Linked DNA regions of Zea mays: region 2 is linked to region 1. The links are chromatin contacts, called in public Hi-C maps. All regions are on one chromosome and are shown on one strand. Each heading gives the region's core, a stretch centred on a gene start, on an enhancer-like site or on the middle of the called end of the contact. The rest is flanking DNA. Distances are from core to core; before and after follow the strand shown. Region 1 holds the start of LOC100284409 (syntaxin 121). Region 2 holds the start of LOC100279967 (putative RING zinc finger domain superfamily protein).

Region 1 (6,004 bases), core at 3,296-5,795:
GTCTGATTGCATTTTTGCAGATTTGATGTGTTTGGCATTTGTTGTTTCATATAGGTATTGCGTTTTCTTGTTAATTGTCTTTCAAGGTAGTTGCTCATTTCCTCTCCACCTTCTTTAGGTGCAACTTGATGTTACTCCAAAGGTTGAAGGTATTTTGAAGTTGGTTGGGATAAGGTGGACTCTTTCAGAGTCAGTAGTAGGTTATCAATACTTTGAATTTAATGCACAGAAAAAAATCAAGAAAGGGAAAAGAGGCCCACACCGTTCTTGGAATAACAGCCTGGTTGTAATCAAGGTTAGAATCTATCCAGATTTATCTTCATAAACCTTAGTTTCTGATGATGTGTGGAGTTTTAAATTCTTCGCCTACAGGGTTTACCAAAACTTACAGGATCTATTGATCGCATGCCTACAAAAGCGTTTGCTGGTGATTTAAAGCTGCTTACACTAAATCTGAGAAACCATTCCGAATATGCTGTGAAGGTCTCTTTTACCATTTGTCTTTCTCTTGTTTCTTATTCTGATAATCATTGAAGAGTTGCTGAGTTTTCTACAGATGAACATGACTTTATGCAAGTACCAAGCACCATATTATCTGTTAACTCTTTCCAATCCTCTAATGCAGGGTATAAAAATGAAACTTAGCAACCCAAGATTTTTAATTCCCGGCGATTCATCGGACATTGGCCTCAAGTTCCCACACTGCTTAAAGAGGCACGTGCAATCAGAAAGCAGTGTTGTATCAGCCAAAACTATGAAGGACAATTTCAAGAGTCTGCTCTTTGCATTTCCTCAGGTCAAGTGGCTTAAGGCACTAGTATCTTTTTGTTTGTACTAGAGTAGTCCATTTAATATTTTTTATTGCTTTCGCCGATTATTTGTTGGCGCATATTCTTTCACAAATATTGACCCTTGTTATTTTTCCAGGATATAGAAATTCAAGCAGGGGCAGCACTCTCTTGGCCTATTTGGTTTCATGCGGCAACTCCTGGAAATGTTTCTCTTTATATATCTCTGTATTACGAAATGGGGAGTTCCAGTGATATTAAATACCGTACACTACGCATGCACTTCAATCTTGAGGTAACAGATTGTGTCCCATATTTAGTTTTTTTAGGACGCTATATTTGTTACTCCCTCTAGGCCCAAATGCAAGTTGTCGTAAGATTATTGTTGCTCTTTCCTTTTCAGTATTGATTTACATAGATTGATGTTACTAAGTTCGCCATGAAAAAAAAATTCATCACATAAATTTCTACTTAAAAATGTTTTATTTGTAGAATGTCTTATTGGTTGTTAGCACATTCATAATACATGTTAGTGTTTTATAACCCAGACTTTCAGTTGGGAATTGGGATTCTCTTTATCTCTTAAAAGTTATTCTGTCACATTTATTGATGCACTTTGCATCAGTGAAGCTCCAATTGTTCTCCCAACACAATTACTTTTCCAAGGTGAAATTGAAAGTTTAAGCAATCCAAGATCAAGGCATTTCTAATGGTTTTCGCCCATACTAGTATTCTGTGTTCGTGATCTTCAGATCGAAGGAGGAACAAAGTAGTTATTTGGTGTATGCTATTCTTTTATTGCTTATTTTTCTTTTGGATAAGCATAAGCAATTCTTCACAGGTTTTGCCGTCACTTGACGTATCCTTTTCTGTAAGCACGTCCTCATCAAGATTGCAAGAGTATATTGTTCGCATGGATGTCATGAACAAGACTCCATCAGAGTCATTTGTGCTTCATCAGTTATCATGTGTCGGTGATAAATGGGCAGTTTCAGCATTGGCGGCGTGCAGTTCAATCAACTCTGTTGAAACAGTATCAGAAAATCAGGCTGTGTCGTACTTCTTCAAAATTAAGGTTGAAGGCACATTCTTCAATGAACTGCCAGATACAGAACACTTCGATGGTTTCCATTGTCTTATTCAATGCTCTTGTTTTATAAGTCTTGTGAATTCAAGGTTGTGATATATTTTCCCAATGCATGCTTGTTTGAAGGATTGTGAGGCGGATTCTTGTAAAGAGGCAGAAAGTGATTCCTGCACAAGCGATATGGCTTTGTGTCCAGGAAGTAGCACTGATCTGTTTGACATTGCACGATCTCCTTTTGTTGATTTTCACCATCAAGAAAGATGCAGGCAAGTGAAGATGGCAAAGGTTAGTTCTTATGTTATAATTTATTACACTGATGTTGCATACTTGCATCATTTGACTATTATTTTCTTGCTGGTTCCATGAGTTACCGTCTGATGAATCGATTTCTGGGTAGTTTCTTGACCCAAATATTCAAGGTCAACTTAACACAAACTTGATTGGAAAACTGGCACATGCATAAATTTTTTTGTTATTTTGATCAATGATTAATAAAATTCTGACCTACACTTGATAACTGTTCAGGGGCCATGCAGCCTTCTTGATTTTGTTCTAATCTCAAAGGCAGTTGATAACTCTTCCAAGCCTACTCCAGACTTCGAACTACTTTCTCATCACACATGTCATTGCAGGCAAGTGATAGAACATGTAGTTGGTTGCAATCTTCGTTGGCCTTTGTTGATGTTGAATAATTGCTGATCCCATCTTCTGTTTTCATAGTGCTCTAAGCCAGAACCCTATATGGTGGCTTATGGAAGGGCCTCGGACAATTAGTCATGATTTCTCAAAGTCTTATTGTGAGGCTAACCTCCAATTGGTCATTCACAATTCAGAAGCTCATAAGATTTTGGTGAGAGTGGTCACTTTTGATGTAATTCCAGAGAAAACCGTCCATCCTCATGACTCAACCAGTGCTCAGGGTGGATGGTATGATGTATCACTGGAAAGTGACGTAAAGGCCATCTCTAGTTCCAAGAGTACACATCAAGAGAAGCGATCTTCGAAGAGCATTCCACCATATGTTTGGTGTTCATTGAGTTGTGCTCAAATCGAGCTCCAACCTGACAGTTGTGCTAGAGTTCCTCTAAAAGTGTGCATATTTGCACCGGGCACATACAATTTTTCCAATTATGAGCTGCAATGGAAAGTGCATCTATCTGAGGGACCACATGTGGGTGAAAATGAGAACCGGTTATCTGGCGGTGGTCTAGGCTATCCTTTCTATGTCACTGTCCTTCAAGGTGTCTAAGTAATTATCAGGATTCAAGAAGTACCTTCTTGAGCGTCAATATAGACCAGTGCAAAACTCAGGAACTACACCCAATTGCAACGGGCTGATGATAATAGGTGCCAGCCAGTCCAGTTTGTGCAAAGATCTGCCCCGGAAGTTCCCTGACTGAATATACTTGGATACGCTCATGGTTCTGCTTCGGTACCGATATATTTACACGTCATTTTGAAGGATGAGTTCTGGTGAGTACATGTATACAATTGTCGCTGGGAACAAAAACTAACGGTAATTGCTGGTGGATTTTTGGCAGACAGAATATACCGATAGAAGTTTTGCTTGTCTAATTGTTGATGGTGGCTAGTAGGAGCATATACTATTCCTGTACATCCTGTTTAACTTGTCGCTGCTAGACGATTTCGCAAATGTAGTATGTAGTGGTAGATGGATCCGATAAATTTTCTGTAATTTTGACGAGGTAATCAGGCAATCGTCTCGAGATTGTTGTTGTATGGGCGACAGTATTTTTTCATTGTTTGTACAATCCTTTTAAAAATCATCGTCTGGCCTTGAGCCTTTATGCCATATGGGTATATGTTGATTCCCCTTTTCAGTTCCTCGTATCGACGTCCAGCTGTCCACATCAGGTGCAAGTGTCTGAGGGGTGCTGTTATTTTTGATATTTTCTTTTCTTTCTGATCGTGATGTCGTCTTTTGGAGATCGTAATCACTACGGAATTGCTATGATATTTTGTGTGATGACGTTGTTTTTGGGAGATCATAATCAATACGGAATTGCTGTGGTGACTTCGAAGAGCTAGTGTATCATGTCGCCCCTTTTGCCTCTGATACGAACACATTTGCACTTCTGTAGGGTGCAGTTGTTTTCGGATATCATAACCACTATGTGACTGCTATGATACTCTGTGTGATGACTCTGAATAACATACCATGTGGGTTCTTTTGATACTAGCCAGATGCACGACGGGCTGACGAGCACGGCGCCTTCTGCTCGATCCAGTGCATGCGCCGGCCCGGCCATTTGGCCAGTACCTTCGCCGAGAACTCCTTGATCCTTGTGTGACGCTGACGCAGCATGTCAGCATGTGGTGTAGTACTTGTACTTCTAACTTCTAAGAGATACTCAAGCGACAGTACGACACTATGCTACAGGGTACCGTATCGCCCTTTTCTCTCTTGTCTCGGTGTTACGAGACAGACAAGTGGATCTGTAGCTGTGCAGTTGGGTTGATCGGGTCAGATCAGCCGGTCAGCATGGATCGGATAGTGCCGGGTGGTTGGTAGTTACGGCTCGTTGGATTTCCAGCGAGGCGACCCGGCGAAAGACCTGGACCCGCGCGCCGAATCCCACCACCCATCGCGTCCCCAAGAACCCTCGCTCGTACGTGTCCGTGCCCCCCTCTGCCCTCTCCTTCGTCCCACCTTCCTCCCGCGTTGCCATTTCAGAGCAAGGTGGCGCGCGCCGCCTCCTCATCACACGGTCTCCTCGCCCGCCACGGCGTCACATCACATGGATGCCTCGGCACGGCCGACTCCTTCAACTCCGCGTCCGTCGTCTTGTTCCATCTCGCATGATTGATTGAATCTCCACGCCCCCCTTGTCCAACTACCCCTCCCACTATTTCATTTCATTTCATCCCCCCGATCCAAGAAACCGGCCACCGGGCCGGAGCGAACCCTTAGAAGCGACCTTGGCCCGTGAGGAAGCCAATCAGCCAGAGACAGAACAATCCATCCACCATGAACAGCCTGTTCTCGAGCTCATGGAAGCGCGACGGCGGGGACATCGAGTCCGGCGGCGTGGAGATGTCTGCGCCGCCGGGCGCCGCGGCGGGCGCGAGCCTGGACAGGTTCTTCGAGGACGTGGAGTCCATCAAGGACGAGCTCCGCGACCTGGAGCGCATCCAGCGGTCGCTCCACGACGCCAACGAGGGGGGAAAGTCGATGCACGACGCGGCGGCCGTGCGCGGCCTCCGCGCGCGGATGGACGCGGACGTGGCCGCGGCGATCAAGAAGGCCAAGGTGGTGAAGCTGCGCCTCGAGTCGCTGGACCGCGCCAACGCCGCCAACCGGTCCGTGCCCGGGTGCGGGCCGGGCTCCTCCACCGACCGCACCCGGACGTCCGTCGTGGCCGGGCTGCGCAAGAAGCTCCGGGACTCGATGGAGTCCTTCTCGTCGCTGCGGTCCCGCGTCGCGGCCGAGTACCGGGACACGGTGGCGCGGCGGTACTTCACGGTCACGGGGGCGCAGCCCGACGAGGCGACCCTGGACGCGCTGGCGGAGTCCGGGGAAGGGGAGCGGTTCCTGCAGCGCGCCATCGCGGAGCAGGGCCAGGGGCGCGGGGAGGTGCTGGGCGTGGTGGCGGAGATCCAGGAGCGGCACGGCGCCGTGGCGGGGCTGGAGCGCAGCCTGCTGGAGCTGCAGCAGGTGTTCAACGACATGGCCGTGCTGGTGGCCGCGCAGGGGGAGCAGCTGGACGACATCGAGGGCAACGTCGGCCGCGCCAGGTCCTTCGTCGACCGCGGACGCGAGCAGCTGCAGGTGGCGCGGAAGCACCAGAAGAGCACCCGCAAGTGGACCTGCATCGCCATCCTCATCCTCCTCGTCATCATCCTCGTCATCGTCCTCCCCATCGTGCTCAAGGGCGTCAATAAGAACTAGGCCGCCTGGCCTGCGTAATTCGTTCTAGTTTTTTTTTTTCGTGGCCTTTGTATCATACATACGGTTCGTTGATACGGTCGTCTTGATTATATTTTCTTCTATTGCCTCAACCTTCGATTACATGGTTTTGTTTATAACACATGATTCATTTTCTTTTGCTGTCGATGTGCCTTGGGGAAAGATGAGCGAGCTTAGGTCGGAACTTGCGGGTCAAAACCT
Region 2 (5,893 bases), core at 2,592-5,091, 150 kb after region 1:
CCAAGTTCAAGAGAAAGGGCGATGACCTCTTCTACGAGCACACCCTGACCTTGACTGAATCTCTGTGTGGCTTCCAGTTTGTTGTGACTCACTTGGATAACAGGCAGCTGCTGATCAAATCAAATCCGGGCGAAGTTGTGAAGCCTGGTGGGTGGATCTGAACATGAATGACTCTGCCTTGGTGCATCTGGCCAATGCTCACTGTTTAATTACGAACTTGCGCAGATTCTTTCAAGGCGATCAACGACGAAGGCATGCCCATGTACCAGAGGCCGTTCATGAAGGGCAAGCTGTACATCCACTTCTCGGTGGAGTTCCCGGACTCGCTGAGCCCGGAGCAGTGCAAGGCCCTGGAGGCTGTGCTCCCGCCCAAGCCGGTGTCGCAGTACACCGACATGGAGCTGGACGAGTGCGAGGAGACGATGCCCTATGACGTGAACATCGAAGCGGAGATGCGGAGGCGGCAGCAGCAGCACCAGGAGGCCTACGACGAGGATGAGGACATGCCGGGCGGCGCGCAGAGGGTGCAGTGCGCCCAGCAGTAGGCAGCAGTTTGGTAGCGGTGATAAAATATTTGACGGCGGCGGAAAAATTTGTGCGACTACTGTTAGGTCCAACCGTCCAATTTTACACGCGCGTATTAATGTTATGATCATACTTGTCTTTGTTTATTATGTATGTTTTGCGTTACGGGATCTGTGCGGATTAGTTCTAGGCGATGTTTAGATTCAATTTGGTGTTGCTACTAGCAGCGATCTCCAACCCATATGACAGTTGGAACGTGACTGTGCCTGCTATTTCCTCGATCCTGATCTGTCCGTACAAAGCCCGGAATCCGTCGAACCTTAAACCTCCTTTGGAATGGATAATAAATAAATAAATTGTATAGGATTCAATTCCTTTCCTAGCAGAGCCTTTTGACATCCTCCATAGCAATTTGGGAGGAAAATAAGCATGTTTTTCTGTGCATAATCCAAACATATGTTTTGTGAATTTTCTGTTTCTGGGGAATTCCAATGGCAAGGGCATTCTAATCATGTGTTTTCTTTATTTAAGAATCATGTGTTTGAAAAGAGCCTTAAGTTAAAAGTTGAAGACTTGGGAGCCATGAGCATGTCAGCCTCAAGTTTGTAATCCCTGAGCGACCAGATGATTTCACGGTTGGTTTATGGTGTCAATTGTGTGGTGGTACTTGCCGCCTTGCCGGGGGCCGTGATGTCAATTGTGTTCTCTCGCGGTTGCTAAATGCTGCTACGTCAGTACGTACGCTGCCCACAAACGCCACCGCTCTCCCTATCTCTCTGCCTTCATTTCCTTCTACCGTGATCTGTCGTACAGAGCCAAGAATTCGTCGGACATGAAGTCCAGAGTTGGACCTAGGGGTCATGGACGCATTCATGATCGAGCATGATTCTCAATTTCGTATACAAGATTCGTCCTGTTCGTCTCGCATTTAGTATATTCTCCTCTAACATCATTAATATATGGTTCCGTACGTGCGGTGTCTCTTCCAGTCTTCCTCCCCACGGCGACGGCGCCGTCGCCGACGCCGACGCGCGCATGGTGCATGCTTGCCTTCAGCTCGGTTGGTCGTAGTGTAGCGAGTAGCGAGCTGTCGCAGGGCCGTGAGGGCCTGCAGGGAGAACGATGCAGGTAAGGCCTTTTCGTTTGTGTCGGATTGGTGGGTCGTAACGATTTCTAACCGGATTGTTTCTCTAATTTATATAAATTTTGATTAGCTGGAACGATTCCGGATGCAATCCAACACAAACGAACAAGGTCTAAGAGAGTCAAAAACACTTCTCATTTTTTTTCTTCTTCTTTAGACTTTGGCCAGAGTATCATGTATATTATAGTCATATAAACGCTGCAGACTAACAGAGTGAAATTTGATAGAAGACAACCTTCCTCTGATGACACAAGGTAACAACAAAAACGGAAATATACGGAAAGTCAGGAGCAATTCTGCCTACCAAATAAATATCGTGGTTTCCATGTTGGTCAAACTTTCTTAAATTTATTTAAATTTTAATAGAAAATAAGAATATTTTTAAAAAAAGATACTACAAAAGTAGATTAAAATTATATAGTAACATTAGTTATACAGCATAAATATCACGGAGTAATATATTTTGTGAAGTTAAAAAGTATCTAACTCTTTAGGAAAAGATAGAGATCGGCCTTTCGGTTTGCCTCTTCTCGCTCACCTTCTTTTCTTCTCTTCTTTCCCTCGTGAGCGCTTCCATGGATAAGACTTTTTTTTAGTTACTATTCGTGTGGGTTCCAGATTAAAGTGGTGTTTGGTTTATAGGGACTAAACTTTAGTCTCTCCACTTAATTCCATTTTAGTTCATAAATTGTTAAATAGGGAAACTAAAATAGAGTTTTAGTTTCTATATTTAGTAATTTAGGGACTAAAATGGAATTAAGTGGAGGGACTAAAAATTAGTCTCTAGAAACCAAACACCCCCTAATGCCGGATAAAAAGGATTTCGGGCGTGTCATTTGCCGTATTTACCTGTCGCTTGCATGGCTGCATTTTTCGTGTAACTTTTGGTACATGATAAGCCTGATAGGTTCTTTCTTTGTATCAGTGTGTGAACAATGGGTAACTTGATGTTGCGTAGAAAGGGAAAGGGTGGTTTGGTTTCAGAGTGGTAAGATTGAAAACCCCTGACTAAATCTATTAAAAAAAACCTGACTAAATCTAAGGGAAAAGATAAACTCTGACGTTGGGCATGACCGCATGACAGTGGGCCGAAAAGAAGGACCCAAAAAATTCCTTTACGAGTAGATAGGACTGGAGTGAGACAAGACGGGAGCTCAGATGACTTGGGGTGCACTTCACATGCCACACGATGTGAGGATTTGTACTTGGACAAGTCCGATCACCTTGCCTTCTAAGGCAGTAAGGCACTTATAGATTATGCTTTCACAATTAAAGCCATCATAATATTGGATTAGTCCTCCTTTTTCTTTTCACGGCTTGATCGATCCGATCCATTCAACCCCACGAGGATGACGTCTAGACCTGTTTAGATCTTTGGAATTAAAACTTATTATAACAATCATGATTTAGATGCATGTCAATTAAATTTTTATTAGGCATATATGAAATATAATTAAGGTGATAACATGCTCTAAATTTTAATTTATAAAATTTAAGAATTAGATCGTGTTTGGATCGTACTCTATTTGTATTTATTTTTAAACTAAAATTACTTAAGACCTTAAATGGATCTTGAAGAAACATTTGATCGGTGATTGGTTACCACCCCTAAATATAATTACATATTACTGTTGCCTACGTTTTACATAGCGTGGGAATCTACGAAATTCATAGCCTGCACTGCACTGCTCACATGGTGGCGGCACGGTGTGAATGACTATTGACTTTTGACTAGTGTATCTGTATCTCAGTAGTCAGTACCTATCTGTATGATTGTATGTATGTAGACCCAAACTGCATTGGGCATGCTTCACACAATTCGCCACAACTTCAATCAAAAACCAAAGAAAGTCAACCTGCACACACATGATCCCATTGTACTGGTGGCGCCCTTTGACAAAGGCAGCAAGTTGTGCAACGGCACAACCTTACGAGACATCCTTGTGGTTTTTTTTTTGTGTGTGGTTCAAAAACAAAAATACGCGAGCAAAACCAGCAGGAAACAGGCGTATAAAAAAAACAGCAAACCGACGCATTGACCTCGAGATCATTGCTCCGCGACATGCACAGCGCTGACGTCGCACACTCGCAACCGGATCCGAGCTGCTTCTCCCTTCAAGCCCAAACAAAACCGCACCAGCCACCAGACCATCTCCAACTCCAAAGGGGAGGGCACGGATCGCTGTCTGCACCAACACCCAGCGCCGACTCCCCACCTCGTCGAGCTAGTCTCGTGTCGTGTCGTGTCGTGCGTGGCCCACTTGGCTCGCCGCCAGCCAGGTCAGCAGCACGCCGCGACGATGAGCTCCGGCGGGACGCCGCCCGTGGGGCTGGCACCGGTGGACGGCAACTCCGGCGGCATGTTCAGCACCGACCGCATCGGCGGCTTCGGCTACGGCGTCGGCGTCTCCGTCGGCATCCTCCTGCTCATCACCACCATCACGCTCGCCTCCTACTTCTGCACCCGGGCGCCCGTCGACGCGGCGGGGGAGGCTGCTGCTGCCGCCGCCGCCCCGTCGTCGTCCCGGCGCCACGGCGGCGGCGGCGGCGGCGGCGAAGGGGCGCAGGCGCACGACGTCGAGCTCGGCATCGACGAGGACACGCTCAAAGGGTACCCAGAGGTGGTGTACGAGAAGGAGGCCAAGGCCGCCGCCGCCAACAAGAAGGGCACCACGTGCACGTGCTGCTCCATCTGCCTCGACAACTACGGCGACGGCGAGGTGCTCCGGATGCTGCCCGACTGCGGCCACCTGTTCCACCGCGAGTGCGTCGACCCGTGGCTCCGCTACCACCCGACGTGCCCCGTGTGCCGGACGTCGCCGGTGCCGAGCCCCATGCCGACGCCGCTCGCCGAGGTCACGCCGCTGGCGATGGCCGGTATGTCGATGTCGTCGTGACAACGGCACGGACCGGGTTCTTTTCTCCTCCTCTTCTTCTTCTTCTAAAAATTCTTCCTTTTCTTGCCCTTACTGCTAAAACATGGAATCGACGAAAATGTTCAGGGCACTAGGAATTAGAATATATTTTTTTTCTCAGGTGTAATTGTAAATTTGGGATGGGCTCAGGCGCTCAGCGTATTTTCCATTTCTCCTTGATGAAAAAGCAAAGCTTGAATTAGGATTATCTAGGGCGATTGCAAACGTTTTGGCGGATCTTCAAATTATATGGAACCGCGATTTCTGTTTTGGCAAATTGGCAGCCATCGTCAGTGCTGCCACCGTCCCACGTCCCCAAACAAGATGTGAATTCCTGACGGTGGAAATAAATTCAGGATCCAAAAAAGGAGAACGATTTCATCCATAGACTTTGATCCATGACTTCGATTGCTGTGTACAAAGGTTTTGCTAGCTTCGATGCTCTTGACTTCGGAGACAAAGAATGAAAGAAACACGAAGAATTAGACTTGAAGGTTCAGACTTGATTAGTTTTTAAGTTCTAATATGGTAGACAAGTACTTAATGGCTATAGAATATCAACCAATGGTCCTAGATGCCACGAACCTATACTAATGGAGTAATGGTGTACTACATGCAGCCCCCTTTTATCCAAAGATTGATGGGTCAACTCCTGTGGAAATTCCACTGTTCGTTCTTCCAACAATAGTCGAATGCGAATAGAGGGATAATGATGCTTGCTGTCATGTCAAGACAAACAAAAGCTTTTTTTCAGAATATTAAGAGGGTGTTTGAATGCACTAGAGATAATTGTTAGTGGCTAAAATTAGTTGAGACATCCAAACACTCTAGCTAATAGTTTAGCTATTAGCTATTTTTAGTAAATTAGTTAATAGTTAGGTAGTTATTTGTTATCTAGCTAATTCCACTAACAAATTTTAGTTAACTAACTATTAGTTCTAGTATATTCAAACACCCCCTAGATATCAAGTAACTAAAACTATTTTCGGCATGTATAGTCAAAATAGTTCTAGTTATATGATACATGTCAAAGCAGCTGTAGCTTTGAGGTTCTTAGGCGAAAATAGTTAGTTCTGGCAGATCTATATATTCATTTCCGAATGCTGTACACGATCCTGCTATGATCAAAGGACTTTATAGCTATTTTGAATCACTCGTGCTGATCTGCGGTACATGGGACATTCCTTTTCCGAAAGACGTGGCACTGAATTTACTAGTGCCTTGCAGCAGTAAAGGGCAGACGTACTAACCAATAACGCTGTCATTTAATAACGTTTTTTAAGGTAATAATGTGGCAATTGGCAATGAA

The links. Hi-C and Micro-C count contacts between places; a contact is called where the count stands out from the background.
Region 2: a Hi-C map of ear shows a contact between it and region 1, with 1.9 times the contacts expected there. The contact joins the promoter of LOC100279967 here to the promoter of LOC100284409 in region 1. A contact is called at or near these places in 3 of 25 Hi-C or Micro-C datasets (bundle sheath, ear and endosperm).

The regions. Positions count from the first base shown.
Region 1 is chr1:292,571,131-292,577,134 of Zm-B73-REFERENCE-NAM-5.0, forward strand. LOC100284409 (syntaxin 121) reads left to right here and starts at 4,546. Exons shown (of 1, transcript NM_001157304.2): 1 at 4,546-5,918. The coding sequence starts at 4,865. The coding sequence ends at 5,785. It overlaps LOC103644142 (trafficking protein particle complex subunit 8), which reads left to right. Exons shown (of 29, transcript XM_008667340.4): 22 at 119-295; 23 at 373-483; 24 at 626-796; 25 at 928-1,083; 26 at 1,630-1,863; 27 at 2,002-2,160; 28 at 2,401-2,507; 29 at 2,596-3,711. The coding sequence ends at 3,124.
Region 2 is chr1:292,717,370-292,723,262 of Zm-B73-REFERENCE-NAM-5.0, forward strand. It overlaps LOC100279967 (putative RING zinc finger domain superfamily protein), which reads left to right and starts at 3,842. Exons shown (of 1, transcript NM_001152915.1): 1 at 3,842-4,861. The coding sequence starts at 3,970. The coding sequence ends at 4,566. LOC100382437 (putative dnaJ chaperone family protein) reads left to right here. Exons shown (of 6, transcript NM_001175179.1): 5 at 1-147; 6 at 226-906. The coding sequence ends at 545.